Regions from separate parts of the Sus scrofa genome. Here region 1 is linked to region 2. The links are chromatin contacts, called in public HiChIP or PLAC-seq maps. All regions are on one chromosome and are shown on one strand. The core of a region is the stretch at or near the end of the contact, and the rest is flanking DNA. Distances in the headings are between cores, read along the strand shown.

Region 1 (5,183 bases), core at 1,813-4,312, 68 kb after region 2:
TGAACCGAAAGTGCTCGGAACACTTTATAAGACCTGGCCACCTCCTGGCACGGAGTGAGCCTTCCCTTGGAAGGTTCATGAGAGAAAGGTTCCCTGCCTGGGCAGCCACACGAGGAGGCCCAAAACATCACTGTGGACCATCTTCACGGGGCTTGGCTTCCTGAGAGGAAGTAATGGGACTCCGTCTTGATGGTGGACACGCTCTCAAAGTTTAGCTTTTATTATGTTGACTTTTTAGCCTGTGGAGGTTCCCAGGCTAGGGGTCAAATCGGAGCTGTAGCTGCTGGGCCTACGCCACAGCCACAGCAATGCAGGTTCCAAGCTATGTCTGCGACCTACACCATGACTCACGGCAATGCCAGATCCTTAACCTGCTGAGCAAGGCCAGGGATCAAGCCTGCGTCTTCATGGATGCTAGTCAGATTCGTTACCACTGAGCCGCATCAGGAACTCCCCAAGTTTAGCTCTTTACAAATACCATGTGATATCACTTATATTTGGAACCTAAAATGGGGCACAAATGGGAGTTCCCGAGTGGTGCAGCAGAAACGAGGTTGTGGGTTCAATCCCTGGCCTCGCTCAGTGAGTTAAGAATCTGGCATTGCCGTGAGCTGTGGTCGCAGACACGGCTCGGATCTGGCATGGCTGTGGCTGTGGCCAGCAGCTATAGCTCCGATTGGACTCCTAGCCTGGGAACCTCCATATGCTGCGGATGTGGCCCTAAAAAAAAGGCAAAAAAAAATACATATATATATATGGCACAAATGAATCTACCTATAGAACAGAAAGAGACATGGAGAACACAGTATCCTTGCTTATGGCTGGTGGAAATGTAAAATGCAGCTGGCTGTGGAAAACAGTTCAGTAGGTCCTCAAAAATCCATACGTAGAATTACTGTGTGGGCCAGCAAATCCCCTGCTGGATGTATATTCCAGAGACTTGAAAACATCGACCTGAACACATATTTATACACCAGTGTTCACTGCAACATTATTCACAATAGCCAAAAGGTGGAAACAACCCAAATGTCCACCAATAGATAAATGAGTAAACACAATGTGGTGTATCCATTGTTGAAATAAATAGACAGCTGGAATTTTCCCGCAAAGATGGGTTTACATGAGATCAGCAGAACATTGCAACTCAGGGCTTGCAAACATGGCCAGCCATGTGCCAAGTTCCCTCAGGGCAGGGGAAGCAGAACCCTTATAGAGGGGAAAAAGGAAGTCCGGGAAAAGAGGGCTACAGTAAACACACTTCATGACTTCATTGGCTGAGTCCTTGCTGGGGAAGAGGGGGAATCTTTCCTCTTCCTGTTAGATTCTATTATCATCTCAAGGGGTGAGAACTCCCCATTCTGGTCTCTTGACTCTATTTAATGGAAGTTTCTGTTTATTAACTCTTTCACACCATAGGATGGAATAACGTTCGGCCTTTAAAGTGAATGAAATTCTGATACAGGCTACAGCACGGATAAACCTTGAAAACAATTAAACTAAGTGAAATAATCAGACTCAAAGGACAAATACTGCATGATTCTAAGTATATGAAGTATTTGGAACAGGCAAATTCATATACAGGAAGTAAAACAGATTCCCAGAGGCTGGGGGTAGCAGGAAAAATGAGGTTTTTTGCTTAATGGGTATAGGGTGTCCGTCTGGGATGATGAAAAGTTCTGGAAATAGACAGTAGTGATAGTTATATCACATTGTGAATGTACTTAATTTTGCTGAATTAGACACTTAAAATGGTTAAATGGTAGTTTGTTATTTTTGTTTGTTTGTTTTTTGCTTTTCAGGGCTGCACCTGCAGCATATAGAAGTTTCCAAGCTAGGGGTCCAATCAGAGCTGCAGCTGCCGGCCTACACCACAGCCACAGCAAAGCCAGATCTGAACTGCCTCTGTGACCTACACCACAGCTCACAGCAAGGCCAGATCCTTAACCCACTGAGCAAGGCCAGGGATCGAACCCACATCCTCATACATACCAGTCAAGTTCGTTACTGCTGGGCCACGATGGGAACTCCAAGGTTATGTATATTTTATCACAATAGTTTTTTAAAACTTAAGACAATAGACCAATCCTGTAATAAACAGCTTACCTAGAGTGAGTAAAAAGGGCAGGGGGAGAGAGAGAGTAGAGGGAAGAAAGAGATGGAGAAAATTTGGGAGCATTCAGTGAACCAAAGATTTGCGATCAGCTGTGCCTCACATAGGATCTGGCATATTATAAGCACTGAATTATATACTTGTGTAATGAATGAGAGAATTGTAAAGGATGATACAGGATTTTGAGAATTTGACTCTGATTAGACATTGTATCTCCTATCACATTCTGTGAGAAATCCAAGTTAAGACCAAGATACTTTTTTTGTTTGTTTGTTTGCTTTTCAGGACTGCACTCACGGCATATGGAAGTTTCCACGCTAGGGGTCGAATTGGAGCTGCAGCTGCCAGTCTACACCACAGCCACAGCAACGCAGGATCCGAGCCACGTCTGCAACCTATGCCACAGGTCATGGCAACGCCAGATCCTTAACCCACTGGGCAAAACCAGGGATCAAACCTGCATCCTCCTGGATACTAGTCCATTTCTTTACCTCTAAGCCACAATGAGAACTCCCTCACATATGGGCTAGGATAAGGGTGGCAGAGTAGGGACATTGCACTTTGCTGGTGGGTCAGGTAAGGATTTTTCTAGAAGAAAGAGCCTCAATCATGTTTTACAGGGTCAGATGATGGGAGGACATCCAGGAAGAGCAGAAGGAAGCAAAGTCTGGGAGAACCCAGAGGTGTTAGGGTGAGCTGTCTAGGTAGCTACAGCTTTGAATCTCAACCAACTGGACGCTAGGTTGGAGGTGATAGGGATGACAATGAGACAACGGATTGCAGTGGGTTCTGTATTGAATTTTCTCTGCAGTCCTCCAGACAGCCCTTGTCTTCTTGTGATAGATGCCTGTGTCTGTCCGCCGCATGTCTTGAGCCAGGGCCTCCAGCAGAGGGCGCGCGGGCGACGAACCGCTGAGGTGCACGAACTGCCTCTCTAGCCCGAGGCGGGTCATAGAGTCGCGCGGCTTCCTCCCCGCCGCGGGGAAGGAGCCGGAAGTCCCGCGGTCTCCCGGCGTCGAGATGGAGGAAGGAGGCTACGAGTCGGTTCTCTGTGTCAAGCCTGAGGTGCACGTCTACCGCATCCCGCCGCGGGCCACCAACCGTGGTTACAGGTGACCACCCGCCGCCGGGCCAGGCTGGTCACAGCCTAACCCCATCCCTGCCTCCCCGACACGCCCCCCTATGGGAGCTGAGGAAGTTCCAGGCTATTGGGAGGAGGGGGGAAGTAATGCTGAGGTTTCTTCCAGTTCGAGGCCAGAGCAGGGAGGGGGACCCAGACTTTTCGGCTGTCTCAGTCCGACGCACGGGGCTCCCGGCCGTGGGGAAGGCATGAAAGCCGTGTCTAGCGCTGGGGGACGCCGGTGGGCTGTTGGGGCCCCTAAACGTGGTCAGGAGTGGTGGTGTCATAGACGTTTATTTTCCAGCGCTGATGGCCTTGAAGGGATCCCTGAAAAGGCTTAAGAGGGAGGGGCCCCATCCGTGGCAGAAACCCCGAGGGGAAGGAAGGGAGCCCCGAACCGCCCCAAGGACCCGTCCCGGAGAGCTGACGTTGAAAGCCCAAGGACTCTTCCTTGGCGCGAAGCCCAGCCGTTATCACAGCCTGTGGCACTTGGGAGGAATCCATCCACATTTGTCTGGTGAAATGTTCACCTGAGCCAAATCAATACATAAGTATTTGTGGATGTAGGGTATGTGGCAGGGAAGACAGGAAACTGGCCCAAGGAGAACAACAGGGGTGGGGCGGGGGTGGGGGTGGAAGGAGACGTCCTTTCCTTGTTTACCTTTTTGTGTTGTTTACATGTTGTCACCATGTATCAAAAGAAGAAAAATATTAAAAGAAAAAAAGATGTACCTGATACAGACAACCCGGTCTATGGCTATTTTGTGCCACTGGGAGTGGGGCGGGGTGGGAGGGAGGTGGTGGATGGGGTTCTTGAAGACAGTGTTTGTCCAAGTTATTTGGAAAGACCGGATTGGCCTGTGCCACAACGACCATGGAGTGTCCACCTACCTGGCCTCTCATTACTTTCCAGTTGTGTTAACACGGGCTCATACTGATTTTATGGTGAACAGACGTGTTCTTGAAGACCTTTGGCATCCACGACATAGTTTAAAAATATGAAAGCAACGGTAGCAACAACAACAAACGCGTATTTGCTTTCTGTCGTCAAACGGGATATGGGCCACCAAACCAGGGATGGTCGTCTACCCCCCATCCCCTTCCTTAGGATGAGTTTGGTCCTTCTTGGTCCCCCAGGGATCAAAGTTACCAAATGTTAGGGCTGGCCATGTTGACTTAGAGGACACTGCCAGCCCCTGCACTTCAGCCTTAGAGCTCTGCCCCCCTTGAGTCTAAGGCCTCTTGCCCCGGGAAGAGGAACTGAAACTGAGTCTGCTGACTTGTGAGTCGAGCCTCTGCGTTTGTGTGGACTTCAAAACAACCTGCGTCCACAGTATGGTGTCTTTCCGAGTCCTGGCATATGCTTAGGGACTTCCAAGAAAAGCCTCTTGGAAACACCCGAGGTTTTTGCTCTTTGGGGGCTTTACTGAGCTCCTTCTTAGAACTAAAATGTCACGTTTATGCTTTAAAGGAGCCAAAAGGGGCCATTGTGATCGGTCCATGGTTTCCTTGGTTTATTTCTTCTTGGGATACCTTTGAGAATATGTTTCTTGAACACTCATTCACTTTGCTCATATGTCCTGTTGCTCTCTTCTCTCTTTTCTTCCACAGTGGTCTCAGTGGTCCCAAAAGATCACTCTGACCACCACAGCCTGACAGAGTCTTAAACAAATCATGTGTCCCAGTAGCTGCTTGCTTTACAGAAGGAAAACTGGAATCCTGCTCCAGAGAAGGTCTCTATAATCTAGAATTGGGGTTGGCAAACGATGACCCACTGTGGTTTTTTTTGGCTCACAAGCTAAGAATGATTTTTGCAATTCAGACTGTCCGTAAAGTTTCACTGAAACATAGTCATGCTCCGTAGAAAATATTTGGTTAAAATACTTAAAGCATCGACAGTTTCATGCACTGTCACGGCTTTCCCTCTGCAGCAGCAGAGTGAGTAGCTGGGAC
Region 2 (5,150 bases), core at 2,222-4,721:
TCAGTCCTAGGTTTTTGTACCAGCAGGATAGGGGTGTTATATGGGGACTGACAAGGTCGGATTAATTTGTGTTTAAGAAAGTTGATTATCAGAGGCTTTATCTTTTCCTTTACATGCCTCTTTAATGGGTACTGTGGTACCTTTGGAGCCTGGGCGCCTGGACGGAGTCTTACAACTACTGGCTCAGCCATCTTGGCTCTTCCTGGCGTCCCATCCGCCCAAACATCTGCTCTTACGTTTTGTAGAATTTCTTCAGGGACATCTGGTTGAGGCTTGTCTCCCAACTGTAATGGTGCAGGTTGGAGGGCACACTGTTGAGCTGGGAGTGCTTTGGTGTCTCCGTTTTCTCCTGCGAAAGGCACTTGGGCATTGAAATGTGTTGATTGTTCTTGCCCTGACAAGGGACCACAACATTCAGGCACATACATAAAGTTATACTTGACAAATGTTTTCTCTATGTGACATTCGAGCCGTGGTAGAAAAGGTTTATGAGAGACTTCCCCATATACACCAGTAATGGATGCTCTCTTGAGGGAGTGGAGGCTCGCTGGGTTTCTGGGACAGTCCCATTTCCAATGTCCTTTCTGTCTATAAAAGGCACACTGTCGTGGCTCAACAAATGGATGGCCTTTTTGGCCCGGTTTTGGAGGTCCCTGGGGTTTTGCCCTTTGTCGTTTGTTCTGTCCTCCAGATGTTCTGCTGGGCCTTGACTGGTTACAGCTGCGCAGTGCAACCTGCCTTGTGATGTTTTGCTCCTCCTGCTTTTCCCTAATTTTATCTCGGCCATTGAATACCTCAAAAGCAATCTGAAGCAACTGAGATGTTGGCATCCACAATCCCCGTTCCAGTTGCTGTAGTCTCTTTCTTATGTCTGGGGCACTCTGACTGATGAAGATTACCTTGACCAGTCCCAGATTATCTGGGTGTTCTGGATCTATATCAGTATATTTTCGTAAAGCATCAAAAAGCCTCACATGGAAGGTGAATGGGTCCTCCTTGGGCCCTTGTTGTACATTCTGGACCCTCTTGAAGTTCTCTGCCCCCTTTTGAAGTCCAGTTATTAAACATTCTTTATAATGATTAAGCCTTGCTTGATCCCCTGGGTCACTGGGATCCCATCCTGGTTCAGTTTCAGGGATGGCCAGCTCTGCCTGAGTTCTGATTGGATCATCTGGCTGTAAGTAATGGAGCCTTTCAGCTTCCAGGCAGGACTTCTCTAATATCGTGCTGGGTTCCTCCTGACTGAGGAAGATATGCTTGAGGGTCTGTATGTCAGCCGGGTTAGGATGAAAAACAGCAAAAACGGATGTAAAGAGAGTCTCCATCTTCTTAAGATCATCTTGATATGATGGCGTTTTAGCTTTATAATTATGTAAATTAATGACTGATGAAGAAGGTGTGAGTCCAAGTGCTCTGGGTTGGCCTTGGTCGTCCAAGCCTACTGGCACCTGCCTTAACAGAAACTGCCCTGCCTGGGGTAGAGTTTCCCCCGGGCCAGATTGAGTACCCTGGAGGGTACAGGGAGGGGAGACCATTCCTTTATGACCATCTGGTAAGGGCGACCATCTGGAAAGAGCTGAATCAGCCACCCTAGGAGGACTGGTAGAAGCCTTAGCACCGCCTGCAGGAAGAGCCCCGTCAGAAGTCACGGGAACTTCAAGAGGTGCTGAGGGAGGGGCTACCGGAAGAGGTGCGGAGAGAGGGGCTATGGGAAGAGGTGGTGCTGAGGGATGGGCTACCGCACCAGGCGCCCGCAGAGGCAGTACTGGAACACCTTCAGGCTTTGACTCGGGTAAAACGGGCTTTTTCTGAGGTTCAACCTTCTGAACCATCATTTTAAAGGTCATATGCAAATTTATCCTCTTATATAAAGACATAAATGATTCTACATATGGAATTTCGCCCCATTTTTTCTCTCTCTTACAAAATGAGTCCAACTGTGTAATAGTATTATAGTTCAAAGACCCATTCTTGGGCCATTTTTCCCCAGATTCCAATTGATATTTGGGCCAGACATGGTTACAAAAGGAAATCATTTTCTTCTTTTTCATAGACTTAGAGCTATACAGTGACCAACCTTGAAGAACACTTTTCAAGGGACTGCCGTCAGGTATACTGTCATAATTCCCCATTTTGAAAGGGTTTTTTTCTCAGGATGACCACAGCAAAATGACATAAAACAGATATATTAGAAGTGTGGCTGTGGTCATCCAATAGTTAACCCCAATTCCTAATAAACAAAATAGTTAGACAAATCCAAAGGCCTGGGACTCTAAACCCGATCTTTTGAGTACCTCAGCCGCTGTAACCTTTTATACTGTCTCCCTTAGACAGTATAGGGATTGTGAGTCTAACCCACAATCCTGGTGAAATTATATTAAACAATTTAGGCACAAGCGCAGTTAAACGAGGTTACTCACCCAAAAGATCCAGGAGCTGTTTCTTTCCCCAAAAGTGAGTAACGTAGAGAAGCCTGGAGCGCCGCAGCGGCGGGAAGCAGGAACCCGACAGCCAAGCCTCTAGACAAATTCAGTCTAGGTGGCCACTCAGGGTCGGTGGCGAGGGCCTACACCCAGCCGGGGGCTACAGTGCCTCAGACAGGCGATCGCAAGACCTTGGTCCCTTCACCGTCGCCAGAAATTCTTACCAGAACGGACCATGTTCACTGCCTGGCGCCCTTAGAAGCCAATACTACGGCACCAACTTTTGAGAAAAGAAAGAGCTTTATTGCGAGGTAGCAATAAGGAGGCAGGAGGCAGGGCTCAAATCTGTCTCCCCCGTCCCAGCCAGGGTTTGGGGCAAAATTTAAGGGTTAGGGAAATTTCAAAGTTGGCACAAGTTGATTGGCTAGTTTTCAAAGCAGTCCATATATGGTAAGCAAGGTACGGTGGGGGGCTGGAAACCGGATTTTCCTCCACAAAAGACTTCTTGCTACGCCTGGTAAAGGATTCCGGGGGCAACATTTCTATTTGAGTTCCCTAAACTGAAGATTCTTAGTTCCGGGGTCCTCCTGGAAACAAGAGTTCCCATCTCGCACATGAGCAGTGCTGCCTCTATAAAATACCTCAAAGTCTGATTAATCAACAACCTATTTAAGGAGTCAAAACCAGTTTAAACTGGACAGTGTTATGTCCGCTATTTCACTTTGTCGAGGTATACATATGTTTTCAAAATTTTGGAAAAAACCATAATCTGCAGCTTAGGAAACTACACCTTAAAAGAAAAAAAAGAGTAATTTCCTGCCCTTGGAAAAGATGGTTCTAAAGAACACACTTCCCATACTAAAGAGGATGACTTCACAGGGACTCCCATTCGGCAAGAGAAATGACACATTGCCCTTAAGAAAAATGGCAACTTTATGCTTTCCCTTTTCCAAGATGGCTTCCTTGACGTTCCTGGGCCTTGGCCTGGAGCCTCTTCCGGGCTTGACAGGGGGCGGGGTTCATTGAGCAAAGCCCTGCGTGCCGGCGCCCGCGACCAAGGCGCGCTTCAGGACGCAGGCGCGGGGAGGGGGTGGGGGAGGAGGGAAAGCGGCGAGTAAGATGGAAGATGAGGAGGTCGCTGAGAGCTGGGAGGAGGCGGCAGACAGCGGGGTAAGGAGGAGCCGCCGCCCCGGGGCTGGGCCGGGCGGGACCTGGCGTGAGGAAAGCCTCGGGGGAGCGGGTCTGGGGATGGTTCTCCCTGAGGAAGGGCCCCACACGCCGGGCCGGGGGTGAAGGAGAGGCCCCCGGTTCCTGAGCTCGGTGAAGGCCTCTTAAAGGGGCCACGTTCCATTTCTCCCTGCACTTTTGCCTGGTGCTCTTCCTTCCACTCCCTACTCCCTACCGGCGTGCGCGTCATCCGGGGCGCCCCACCCGCCACTAGGACCTCTTTTCCTGGCGCCCGCTAGCCCGCCCCAGGCGCCTTTGACCCGACTCCTCTTTTCCCTGTCGGTCCCCTGTGCAAAGCACCATTTTAAAGTTCATGTGCTCCGACTAGGAGCGACACACCACTTGGCGGGGGCGGGGGGTGGGGGGAGGGAATGCGCGGACCCAGGAGGCAAATCTGGCCCCGGAGAAGAGCAAGAGGAAATCGAGTCATTTCTGGGCATGCTAAAATCCCCCACCGCTTTGCGTCATCCGCCACGGTGGGCGAGTCTGGGTTTTTCCTCTTTTAATTTTACTGAGCGCTCTGGCAGGCTGGTCTCCCGGGGACCCTGCCGGAACAACCGAAAGCCTAGCGGCCAGCCTTTCTCCCCGAGGCGCACCCAACGATCCGATCACCGGGGAAGGGTCTCGCAGAGTGATTGCCGGGGTCGAGGGGGGAGGGGTGTGATATGTAAAGTAGCTGCATTCCTGGGAAGGGAGGGGAGAAATGGACCGTTCGACTTTGCTTTTCGGAGTTTTGTTTGCCTCCACAAGCTGTAGGAAACATACTCTGTTTCAAGCCGGAATAGTCAGTTCTATTAGGTTCGCGTTTAATTTGGTTTTCTCAGAGTTTGCGGTTCTGTGGTGATCCTTGTGAAGGTGGGGAGATGTCTTTTTGGTTTTGTCCTCCTCGTGTTCATTGTTCAGTTCTGGCTCGAGTGACATCCACCTTGAAGGTTTATGTGTCGGGAGTAGGGCGTGGAGAGCCGAGTGTTACCGGAATAGAACAACAGAAGGTGGGTTTTGTTTTTGTTTTTTTCATCAAGCTCCTTTGAGGGTGCTTGTCAGCGCTTGAAGAGACCAAGAAATGGATGCACTCCCTTAACATTCCCTTAATGTTGAAATTTTGACTTTGAAGTTTTTGCTGGTGGTGGTTCAAGCATTTCTCTCAAGGTGTTTTTTTCCCCACTTAGCATGATTGAGGATTTGAAGAATTGATTTCGTTCAGGAGGTATTTTGTATAGTTCTTACGGGCCAGCCATCTTTCTTGGATTTGTGGCTTGAGTAGGGAGAGCAATCGAAAGATTTTATAGAGGGCAACAGGTGTCAGCTAGGTATTTTTCAATCAACAAACATTTAGGAGGTCTGCCATGTGCTAGACAGAGTGCTTAGCAGTAATTTTGTGCTAGAGAATTCACAATCTCTGCCAGAGGCGTTTATTGGCGCCTGCCACAGGTGTGAGTGAATCATTCAGGACCCTTCATGCTGCTCCCTGCAAAAAAGTTTGGTTTACAGTTGGAATGA

Evidence for each region. HiChIP or PLAC-seq counts read pairs in DNA pulled down with a chosen protein or histone mark.
Region 1: an H3K27ac HiChIP or PLAC-seq map of alveolar macrophages shows a contact between it and region 2. The contact joins the promoter of SPATA21 here to the promoter of SZRD1 in region 2. A contact is called at or near these places in 2 of 47 Hi-C or Micro-C datasets (blood and embryonic fibroblasts) and 2 of 2 datasets of contacts at active chromatin or transcription factors (alveolar macrophages and skeletal muscle).

The regions. Positions count from the first base shown.
Region 1 is chr6:75,524,113-75,529,295 of Sscrofa11.1, forward strand. SPATA21 (spermatogenesis-associated protein 21) reads right to left here and starts at 3,063. Exons shown (of 11, transcript XM_021097598.1): 1 at 2,932-3,063. The coding sequence starts at 3,063. NECAP2 (adaptin ear-binding coat-associated protein 2) reads left to right here and starts at 2,959. Exons shown (of 8, transcript XM_021095419.1): 1 at 2,959-3,222. The coding sequence starts at 3,131.
Region 2 is chr6:75,455,653-75,460,802 of Sscrofa11.1, forward strand. SZRD1 (SUZ domain-containing protein 1) reads left to right here and starts at 3,472. Exons shown (of 4, transcript XM_005665044.3): 1 at 3,472-3,593. The coding sequence starts at 3,543. LOC100522143 (a long non-coding RNA gene) reads right to left here and starts at 3,305. Exons shown (of 2, transcript XR_303959.3): 1 at 2,421-3,305. LOC110255192 (a long non-coding RNA gene) reads left to right here and starts at 4,050. Exons shown (of 2, transcript XR_002344914.1): 1 at 4,050-4,126.